Regions from separate parts of the Zea mays genome. Here regions 2 and 3 are each linked to region 1. Evidence: chromatin contacts called from public Hi-C data. All regions are on one chromosome and are shown on one strand. The core of a region is the stretch at or near the end of the contact, and the rest is flanking DNA. Distances in the headings are between cores, read along the strand shown. Region 1 holds the start of LOC103641394 (anaphase-promoting complex subunit 7). Region 2 holds the start of LOC100383629 (pentatricopeptide repeat family protein). Region 3 holds the start of LOC100278365.

Evidence for each region. Hi-C and Micro-C count contacts between places; a contact is called where the count stands out from the background.
Region 2: a contact with region 1 is called in a Hi-C map of tassel, with 2.7 times the contacts expected there. The contact joins the promoter of LOC100383629 here to the promoter of LOC103641394 in region 1. A contact is called at or near these places in 3 of 25 Hi-C or Micro-C datasets (endosperm, leaf and tassel).
Region 3: a contact with region 1 is called in a Hi-C map of an unstated tissue, with 4 times the contacts expected there. The contact joins the promoter of LOC100278365 here to the promoter of LOC103641394 in region 1. A contact is called at or near these places in 4 of 25 Hi-C or Micro-C datasets (ear, leaf and an unstated tissue).

What each region holds. Positions count from the first base shown.
Region 1 is chr10:92,608,986-92,612,204 of Zm-B73-REFERENCE-NAM-5.0, forward strand. It overlaps LOC103641394 (anaphase-promoting complex subunit 7), which reads left to right and starts at 1,464. Exons shown (of 18, transcript XM_008664753.4): 1 at 1,464-1,756; 2 at 1,987-2,055; 3 at 2,349-2,399; 4 at 2,508-2,645; 5 at 2,752-2,814; 6 at 2,911-3,026; 7 at 3,197-3,219. The coding sequence starts at 1,688.
Region 2 is chr10:91,763,589-91,766,807 of Zm-B73-REFERENCE-NAM-5.0, forward strand. It overlaps LOC100383629 (pentatricopeptide repeat family protein), which reads right to left and starts at 1,705. Exons shown (of 1, transcript NM_001176277.2): 1 at 1-1,705. The coding sequence starts at 1,705. It overlaps LOC100383429 (sodium/hydrogen exchanger), which reads left to right and starts at 2,333. Exons shown (of 15, transcript NM_001176080.2): 1 at 2,333-2,564; 2 at 2,870-3,078; 3 at 3,174-3,219. The coding sequence starts at 2,908.
Region 3 is chr10:92,034,214-92,037,432 of Zm-B73-REFERENCE-NAM-5.0, forward strand. It overlaps LOC100278365, which reads left to right and starts at 1,447. Exons shown (of 1, transcript NM_001346016.1): 1 at 1,447-3,219. The coding sequence starts at 1,546. The coding sequence ends at 2,487.

The DNA of each region.
Region 1 (3,219 bases), core at 214-2,713:
TCCTTTTTTTTTGTTCTTGGGCGTCATTGTTTCCAAGTACTCCCTCCGTTTTCTTATTTGATGTTTTTTAGTTGTATTAGCCATCGTCAAATAAAAAAGAGGTCCGGTTTGGATCCTTTTGAATTTAAATTCATTTTAATAATCATAATCTAGACAAAAATTAATTAAGTTAATACGGTTGTACTATAATTGTGTACTGTTGAATCCTGATGGTCATATAAGTGAGATATTTATGTGTTGCATTTTTTTACTATATAAATCAGTTTCCACAATCGTTTTTCCCACTTTATGCAAAATAGGGTAAAATCTCTTCTCTACTAATATAAAACAAGTGTTTCTCGCTTTGTGGGTCCTCCCCTCACCACGTCCCGCGTGCGATACCTCTCCCCCTCCTCTCATGCCCGAAATACAAAAGAAAACATACATGGGGAGATTCAAACATGCAACCTTTAGAAGCTAGAGTTCAAACATGGATGGGGAATATTTTAAGCCGCAACCTTCAGAAGCTAGAATCCGTTATTCACCACTACATCGTGCATCTGTTTGCGTTATACAAATGAACGATATTTTAAATATATATACTAATAATTTAAAAGTAAAAAATATAATCATATTTGAATAAATATCTTATTTAAGCAAATTCTATCTACATGATGTATAAAAACATAGCAATGTATATACAACTAAGAGCATCTCCAAGAGAGGCTCTAAACATGATCTTATTTTAAATATAAGACTTAAAAACATAAAATACCCTTTCAACAACGGCTTTATTTTATAAAATTTCATCAAATGATTATAGGGCTCGGTCTCTCGGGTCCTAAATATAATACCCCCATATACTAGAGCTCTATCCTTATTTCCACTTAATCTCCAACCATTTATTTCATAATAACATAATTTATTTCCTAAATAACATTATTTAAGGCCTGACTATTGGATTAAACATTTCTTTTGAGACCCTAAACATTCTAAACATAATCCTATTTTAAATTTTAGGACTCTATTTTAGGGTTTGTTGTTGGAGATGCTCTAAGTAGTTGTATAAAAATGGAGGTTTAAACCTTGATTGTGGATTTTGAATTTTATATTGTACGCTCAAGCATAATATAAAATAAAGTTTACCTATGTGATATATAAAAACCATAGCAAAATACATGTATCTAACTAGTTTCTTAAGGAGTTAAGGGAGAGCTGGATAGCGATGCTATAAGTTGTATACTAGAAAAATACAGTATAATGATTTATAGAATTAACTTTTAAGTCCTACACTATAAATTTGAGATACTTATATGTGAATTTGAATAAGTTATGGAACGTTAATTTCTAGACCAAATAACGCAGTTCATTATGCAAATAAAAGATCCAAATAACCTCTCAAATTAAAATTTAGATCAAAACTGCTATGCTTCTCGCTCGGAGAGGATTTTATATCTGTTGTTCTGGGCGTGAGGGGAAAAACCGAAAAAGAGAACATGTTGGGCCTAAATTGGTCTAGAAAGAGCACAAGCCCAGCTACTCTTCCATGGCTTTCATTTCAAATCCCCTTTCTCTCTCTACTCCCGTCTCTAGTAATCAATTCCACTGCGACTGTTGTTGAAAGAGCAAATCAAACCAACCCATCGAAAACCAAAATCCCCGCACGAGCTCCGGTTTCAAATTCCCTCGGCAGAGCTCGCCGCCGGGCATGGATGCGGCGCGGGAGTCCATGGCGGCGCTCCTCGACGCCGGCCTCTTCGGCCCCGCCCAAACGCTGGTACGTGCGGCGATCCTGCACCCCCTTCCATCCTCTCTGCGTTTGAATCTATAGGGTTTCGGGGCGAGCAGAAGCGGTTTCGGGGTTCGCCGGGCGCGTGTGGGGCAGGCCTAAACCTCTTGCCTGCGACGTGTGCGAGCGGGTTTGGGTTGCTGCACTGGGTGATGGCCGACTTTTCCGTCGCAGACTCGCAGTGATTACTCAGTTTTACTCTTCTCCTACACTTGCAGGGGTGTTTCCTTGTGTCGTCAGCTGGTGCGGGCAACGATGCTGGTATGTCCATGAAGGTGGAAAGCCTGGTAAGCTCAAGGTTTCCTGAGCAGCAGCTCCGCACGCGGTGCTAATCTGGTCTAACTTTTTGTTATGATTCTGTCAACTCCACTTCCTGCCTACATCTGATGCCACATTGCGGAAACTAAACCGGTTGATTTGTTTCTTGGCAGTCAATGCACAGATTAGTTTCTTGATAGTCAATGCACGGATTATCCTGCACAACTGCATTTCCCAATTCCAGTTCTGTTCTTTACAGGGCCCATTATTATTATTTCTTATTGGTGGGGAGAGCTGATTTGCTTGTTGGACTACCGTGTAGGTCCAGCATGGGGATGCTTTGTATGGAGAGAAAGAATTCCGCAGGGCACTGGTAATATTTCCAAAAAAAACAACAACCCATGATTGGCCTACAAGTTTCAGAAGTAAACACATCGATTGCTGATATATCTGTTTCTAATTTCTCTATCTTCCATGGCAGAATGCGTACAAGCAAGCTATGCAATATAGTAGAAGTATCCCTAGGCAAGCAACAAGTAACACCAGAAGTTCAGTATCCGTCACAGGCCGGTCACCTTCTCCAAACTCTTCAAATCTCTTATCATTCAATGAAAATGAGGTGTGAATGGCTGAACATGGCACTCTTGCATTTTAATGTTGACATCTATTTAATATTTACATCACAGGTAACAAGTATCTCATTCAGTTTTGCTGTGCTGTTGCAGGTGAAGTTCAAGATTGCTCTTTGCCATTCTGCTCTATGTGAGCACCGTGAAGCACTTCATGAGGTTACTGTTCTTCGTTTAGTTATTTCTAATCTTCATTTTCCATTGTATTATCCTGTTTTACGAATACGGATGATGTGATATATATGCTTTATACAGATGGAAGGTATTCCTTCAAAAGTGAGAACACTGAAAATGAATATGATGTTAGGGAAGCTTTATCGAATATCAAGAAATAGCCGTACAGCTGTAGTCTGTTATAAGGAGTGCTTGAGGTATGACATATCAAAGAAACTGCTTCCTTGGAGATCGTGCTCTCCAACTTCATCGACATGAGTCACCCATTTTATTCTTCTATAGCAAGTTCTTTCTAAACTTGGTTAGAGAAACCACTCATTTTTTCTGTGCTCTCAAAACTGTCTACATCTCCATACCTCTCTGGCAGGCAATGCCCTTATGTTTTCGAAG
Region 2 (3,219 bases), core at 455-2,954, 850 kb before region 1:
AGCTCTTGCCAGTGTCCTTCCTCAAGCCCCTAGCTCTCATCCTCTTCATGATCCTGGCCCTGTCGTCCCATCTGCCCTCGGACGAGTACACGTTCGAGAGCAAGACGTAAGCGGCAGTGCAGTCAGGGTCCAGGAGGAGCAACTTCTCTGCCGCACATTCACCAACTCCTGAGTTCTTGTGGAAGCTGCAAGCTCCCATCAGCGACTGCCACAGAAGAGCGCTGTCCTTGAACGGTCCGTCTTCTATGAACGCCTTGGCGTCATCCAGCTGGCTGGCTCGGCCAAGCATGTCAACCACGCATGCGTAGTGCTCCACCTTCGGATGGATTCCATACTTCGATGGCATGGAGTCCAGTATCTCCAGTCCCTTCCTGGGTGACCCGACATGGCTGCATCCGTGGAGCAGTGACAGGAACGTGACATCGGTGGGCTTGACGCCATCGGCTTCCATGGACTCGAACAGCCCAAAAACCTCCCAACCATGGCCGTGCCGGGCATACGCAGCGATGATGGAATTCCACGTGACCGTGTTCTTGCTGGGCGTTCCGTCAAACACTCGGATAGACTCCTGTAGCTCGCCGCATTTGGAATACATATTGATCAGGCCGTTGCAGACGTAGGTGTTCCCTCCGAAGCATCTCTTGATGGCCAGCGCGTGGATCTGTTTCCCAAGAGCAAACGGCGCCGAAGCACCGAAGGCACCCAGGACTGCAGAAACCATGTTTGCGTCGACGCGGATTCCTTTCCCGACCATCTCAGCGAACAACCTGAACGCCTCCTCCTCCAGTCCGTTCTGAGCAAACCCAGCAAGAATCACCGTCAAGGAAACTTCGTCAGGATCCTGGCCGGAGCGGAACACCCTCAGCGCATCCTCCATCAACCCGCATTTGGAGTACATGTCCATGAGCTCACTCTCGACATGGAGATCAGTCTCCAGCCCAGCCTTGACGGCAAGCCCGTGAATCTGCTGCCCTTCCCTGGCGGCGCGTGATCCGGCACATGCTAGCAAAGAACTCGAGTACGACGCCCTGTTGGCGTCCACCGCGCGCCTCATCTGCCGGAACAGAGACAGGCTCTCGCTATATCGCTCTGCCCGAGCCATCCCGGAGACCATCGCCGTCCACGTGATGACGTTCCTGTCCGCCATGCCGTCGAACACACGCTCCGCAGAGCCCGGGGAGCTGCACTCGAAGTAGGCGGTGATCAGCGCGTTCCCGACGGACACCTCAGCGTCGAGCCCGCACGACGCCGCCAGCCCGTGTACCGCGGGGAGCGACGCGGAGCCCGTGCCCCCGCCAGCGCGCGCGCACGCGGACAGGACGGTGGTCAGCGTGGCGTGGTCGCACGCGGCGGCGCCTGGCGCGGCGCTCAGCATCCGCCTGAGCAGCGCGAGCGCATCCGTGGCCGAAGCGGAGGCGGAGAGGAGCGAGTTCCAGGACACGGAGTCCCGGAGGGCCATTTCGTCGAACACCCTGACGGCGTCCCCGCGGCAGCCGCAGCGGCCGTACATGGCGACGAGGGAGTTCCATACCACGACCACGTGCTGCAGGCAGGAACGGCGTGGGCAGAGGCGGAAGTGGCTGGGGTTCTTGGCGACGATGGCGTGCAGCGAGGTGCCGAGGCGGAGGTCCCCAGCGCGGCCGCAGCGCGCGAGGAGGCCGCTGAGGTGGGCGTAGCTGAGGGGCGGGGACCACACATCTCTCATTCAGTCATTCGTTGTCGATCGTTTCAGACCGACAAACAAACTCGAAACGGAACAAGCATAGGTGAATAAAAAGGTATCACATAAATATTTTTACTCTGTAATGTTTTTTATGGTAAAAATATAACACGTAAATATTTTCTCAGGTGGTCAACAATAATATACAGAAGATATATTTTATATAAAACTATATTAACTTAATTGATTTATATCTAAATTATTATTAGTAGAATGGAATTCAATTCAAAAGATCTAACCGGCGCCTACAAATTCAGAGCATACAGTTTTGCACAGAAAAATACATCAGAGAAACCACTGTGGTCGTTCAGGTTGTTCTCCTTGACCAGCAGCGACAAGGCCGCTCAGCTCCTTCTTTATCCGTTGCCGTGCTGGCACTGTCATTGTGGTCCCCACCAAAAAGACGAGCGCCCACGTCGTCCACCCAAGCTGGTCGGTCCTCCCACGCATCCTGCCAGCCACGTCGGCCTGCCTCCGGAGATCCCTCCCTCCCTCCCGAGCACGCAGCGTGGCTTCCAATAACTGCTACCGACACGCGGGGCCCAAACAACCCGATCCCCACACGTCATGGACACGAGCCTCCTTCCTCGCGCCGTCGCGTGGCGGAGAGTGGGCGTTTGACCGCCCGCCCTGCCCTCGCGCGTGGGTTTTTCTTTTCCTTGGTTCGTTTGTTCCGCCTCGCTTTCAGCCTCATGGCCAGCGCGGGACTCCACCACTCCTCCTCCCCCTCTCCGCGGATCACCCACCGAACCCACGCGAAACCGGCGTCCAGATCTTCTCCCCCGCGGTTCAGATCCCCGGACGCAGCCGGCGCCTTCTGACTTGGGTTGGCACAGCCGTACAGGTTCATTTCTTGGTTGGATTTGCAGCTCCTTCCCGCTAATCCGTGGCTTAATTGCGGGTGCTTTACTGGTAGCCGCGATGCTGCTTAGCTTGAATCTTTTCTGCATCCCGGTTTATCTTTTTTCAACTTGTCTCTTGTTTGGTGATTAGAACAAAAAAAAAACAAGTGTTCTGCTGGTTTAATTAACCAAAACTGCACTGTTCAAGCAATAATTGAGTTCCTTCCTTGCATCCTGCAAAGTGTGGCCATGCTACGTCCTGTGCTGTGACTGTGAGCGGCCATCTGACCTCCATGTCTGCTACCAGGTTGCTTTGCGCTGCGGTGGATCTCCTGGCGTGGCGACATGGGCCTGGGTTTGGGAGCTCTTCTCAAATCCGGCGGGCTCTCGGTCTCGGATCACGACGCCATCGTCTCGATTAACATCTTCATCGCGCTGCTCTGCAGCTGCATTGTCATCGGCCACTTGCTGGAAGGGAACCGATGGGTGAACGAGTCCATCACCGCGCTTGTCATGGTGGGGCTCTCCGGCCTCCGCTCTCTCGCAGTCCGGGTGTCTGTGGTTTTGCTTCTGTGGGCACTGCTTTGAGTGTTCTTGTTTCCTGTATGTAGGGCCTCATCACCGGAGGCGTCATCCTGCTGGTTACTAATGGGACAA
Region 3 (3,219 bases), core at 197-2,696, 570 kb before region 1:
TTTATCCAAATTGAATTCACAGTTTCTTAAACCAAGAAGCTAGGCTCTCCTACCTAATAAAATAAAAACTGGTTTCTTTAAAACTAGGTTGCTTCCAAACAATACCTTAATTATCTAACACAACAGTTTCTACTAGGTTAGATCTGGTTGGAACCTTTTTTTTTCAAATAAAGTGAATCGTTGCATGTTAAGCTTCAGTCTACACTGGTGTTCCAAGCAAACATTTTAGTCACTTTTTAAAATATGGTGATTATCACTACTTCATGTACAAAGTCTGCCATACTTTTTACCCAGCTAAAAGTATGGTGGACGCTGCAAAAACGACACTTCTTTAGTTCTTGTGTTATTTTATTAAATATGATGATGAGGAGGATATTTGTATCAGGGGCTTTGGTTTTAAGTCTCGCGCTAGGTCATAGAAAACTCAGAACCGGTGCTATAATTAATTATTAGTGGTGTATCTCTTATAGTGCTTATTGAAGGCCTGGAGGGTATCTTGGGTTGCAGATAATTCTGGAAAAAAAATGGCAATAATAAAGTTCTGCGGATCCAAAGATTCTAGAGCTCCAACATGGGAGTGTAAAAAACCTTTTTAAAAAGGGCATGTTGTGTAAGATGGATCGCTACTGGACTGAAGCAAGGGAATGTCTCAATCTTTCCATCCGACGTGCCGGCAACGACGAAGTTGCCACGTCATCCTTCCACCGTGCCGATCCCCTCTGGCCAAGAAAACACGCGAGCCCGGGGGAGCTAGGGGTCGTTTGGGGTTTAGGGTTTCTATCATTTCAAATAATGTTCTTTGTCGGGGAGTAAGGGAAAGAGAAAATAGATATATAATATGTTACTGTTTCTATCATTTTAAATAATGTTCTTTCTTATATAATCCTGATATTGCATTAAAATCTTTAGTGTTGTCTATACTAACATACTACTCTCATTTATATACAGGTATGAGGTTGTATCACTTTTGGTCCTGAGACTTTTATGTACATATTAGTCTGGTGTTTAAACCTTCCTAAAACGGTGTCTATGCAAGAAAAGCTAGGCCACTTTTGATCAACAGACTCATTTGCACCTTGCACACATAAAAAAGGCTCCATCACTTTTGGTCACAAGACTTTTATGTATATATTAACCTGATGTTGAAGCCTTTCTACAACTATGTGTGTATGCAAGGAAAACTGTCACTTCTGGTTAGTAGACTTTTATGTACATATGACTCCCCTGTTGGAACCTTTGTACAACTATACATGCCTATGTAAACTCTTCAGATATATTATTACTGGACACTAAATTATGCTAGCTCAATGTAACTTGCTACTTATTGTAATCTAAATTTGTAGTACTACTGCTACTGCGTTGTTGGTATAAAAAAAAAATTACGCGCGCAGGCGCGCGCGTAACGCACTAGTTATAAAATAATAAAAATTACCAACAATGTCCCTCCTTCCACCGATCCCAGGCCACCCTCCTCCGGAACCCAAACCCAAGCCCAGACCAATCGACCCTGCATCCAAATCTAGGTTTTCGGTTCCCCTCCACAGGATGTCCGACCCCGCCGCTGGAGGCGCCATGGTTCCTGCTGCCGGACGCGGCATCGCATGGGCGAACGGCGGCCCCCGGTTCGGCGACATGGTCTGGGCCAAGGTGAAGTCCCATCCGTGGTGGCCTGGCCATATCTACAGCGTCAGCCTCACCGACGACGAGGAGGTACACCGCGGCCACCGCGACGGGCTCGTCCTCGTCGCCTTCTTCGGTGACTCGAGCTATGGGTGGTTTGACCCCAGCGAGCTCGTCCCCTTCGAGGACCACTTCACCGAGAAGGCGGCCCAGGGCGGCAGCTCCCGCAGCAGCTTTGCCGCCGCCGTGGCCGAGGCCGTCGACGAGGTAGCCCGCCGCAGCGCGCTGGCGCTGCTCTGCCCTTGCGACATTCCTGACGCCTTCCGTCCCCACCCCAGCGACGGCAACTTCTTCCTGGTCGACGTCCCGGCATTCGACACCGACGCTGACTACCAACTCGACCAGATCCGGGCCGCACGGCAGCGATTCGTGCCGCGGAAGGCGCTCAACTACCTGCTGGACGCCGCCGTGACTCAGCGAGACGCGGCGGAAAAAGCCGCGCGCACCGTGCCTGGGATGGAGATGGCCGCGCTGTTCTTGGCGTACCGCCGCGCGGTGTTTTCGCCGATAGACAACACCTACGCCCAAGCTTTCGGGGTGGATCCTGAGCTGGCTCTTGCTGCCGAGCAGAAAGCCGCGGCAGAGAGAGCTCAACGAGGTATCAACAACACTCACATGCTCAATTCTAGCTGTACTGTTGTTCTTGTTACTGTGTACTTGAAATTGATGGGTAAACAATGTTCCTACTGCTTTTATAGATCAAGCAACAATTATTTTGATGTGAATAACGGAGTGGATCTGATTCAAATAGTTTCTATTTCACTTCTGTTTAACTGTTGGTTGCATTTTTTTTATCAACGAGAGTGATTATTGAATTTGGGATGATATTCATGCAGAAACTTGTTGAATAAATTGTTTGTTTCACGGGATTCAGTCCATCTAACCTAGTAAAATATGAGACATGCATATTCACAGATCAATCTGCATTTGTTCTAGAAATTGAACGGCTGTGTGATATAGTATCATATACGTGTCTATACGATACTATCCTGATATGTATGCTGAGTTAGGTCTTTTCTCATTCTAGCTTTTCTCTAGGAAAAAAAACACCATCCATGATCTTGTTGGCATGAAATGTTTAAAGTTGTGACTAGTTTGTATCATGAAGGTTTAAAGCCATGACTAGTTAGCATGAGCCTGTTATTGGAGTCTTGAGATGTTTTATTTCTATATGTCCATACACTTACATGACTAGGAAGTTTTCTCTGCAGTATATTTGGTTCTTTTGCACTATGGTGACAATTATTATACATTTGGAACTTGTGTTTCCTTCCTATTTTAGTTTTTGTTGTTGCACATCAGTTTCCTGTCCATATTAAGTTATGGGTTCACATATAAAAGCTGCATTTTTTTTATCAAATTGTTAAGTTTGCTTGTCAAGGAGGATACACCTAGATTAGACAAGTTGATCCTTACGCATGTAGCCAGTACAGAGCAATGAAATCCATGTTTTGTAAACAGAAGTGCGATAAACTGTGTGAAACTGATTCTGAATGAACGCCCATGCATATCCAACCTAGTAAAATATTAGACATGCAT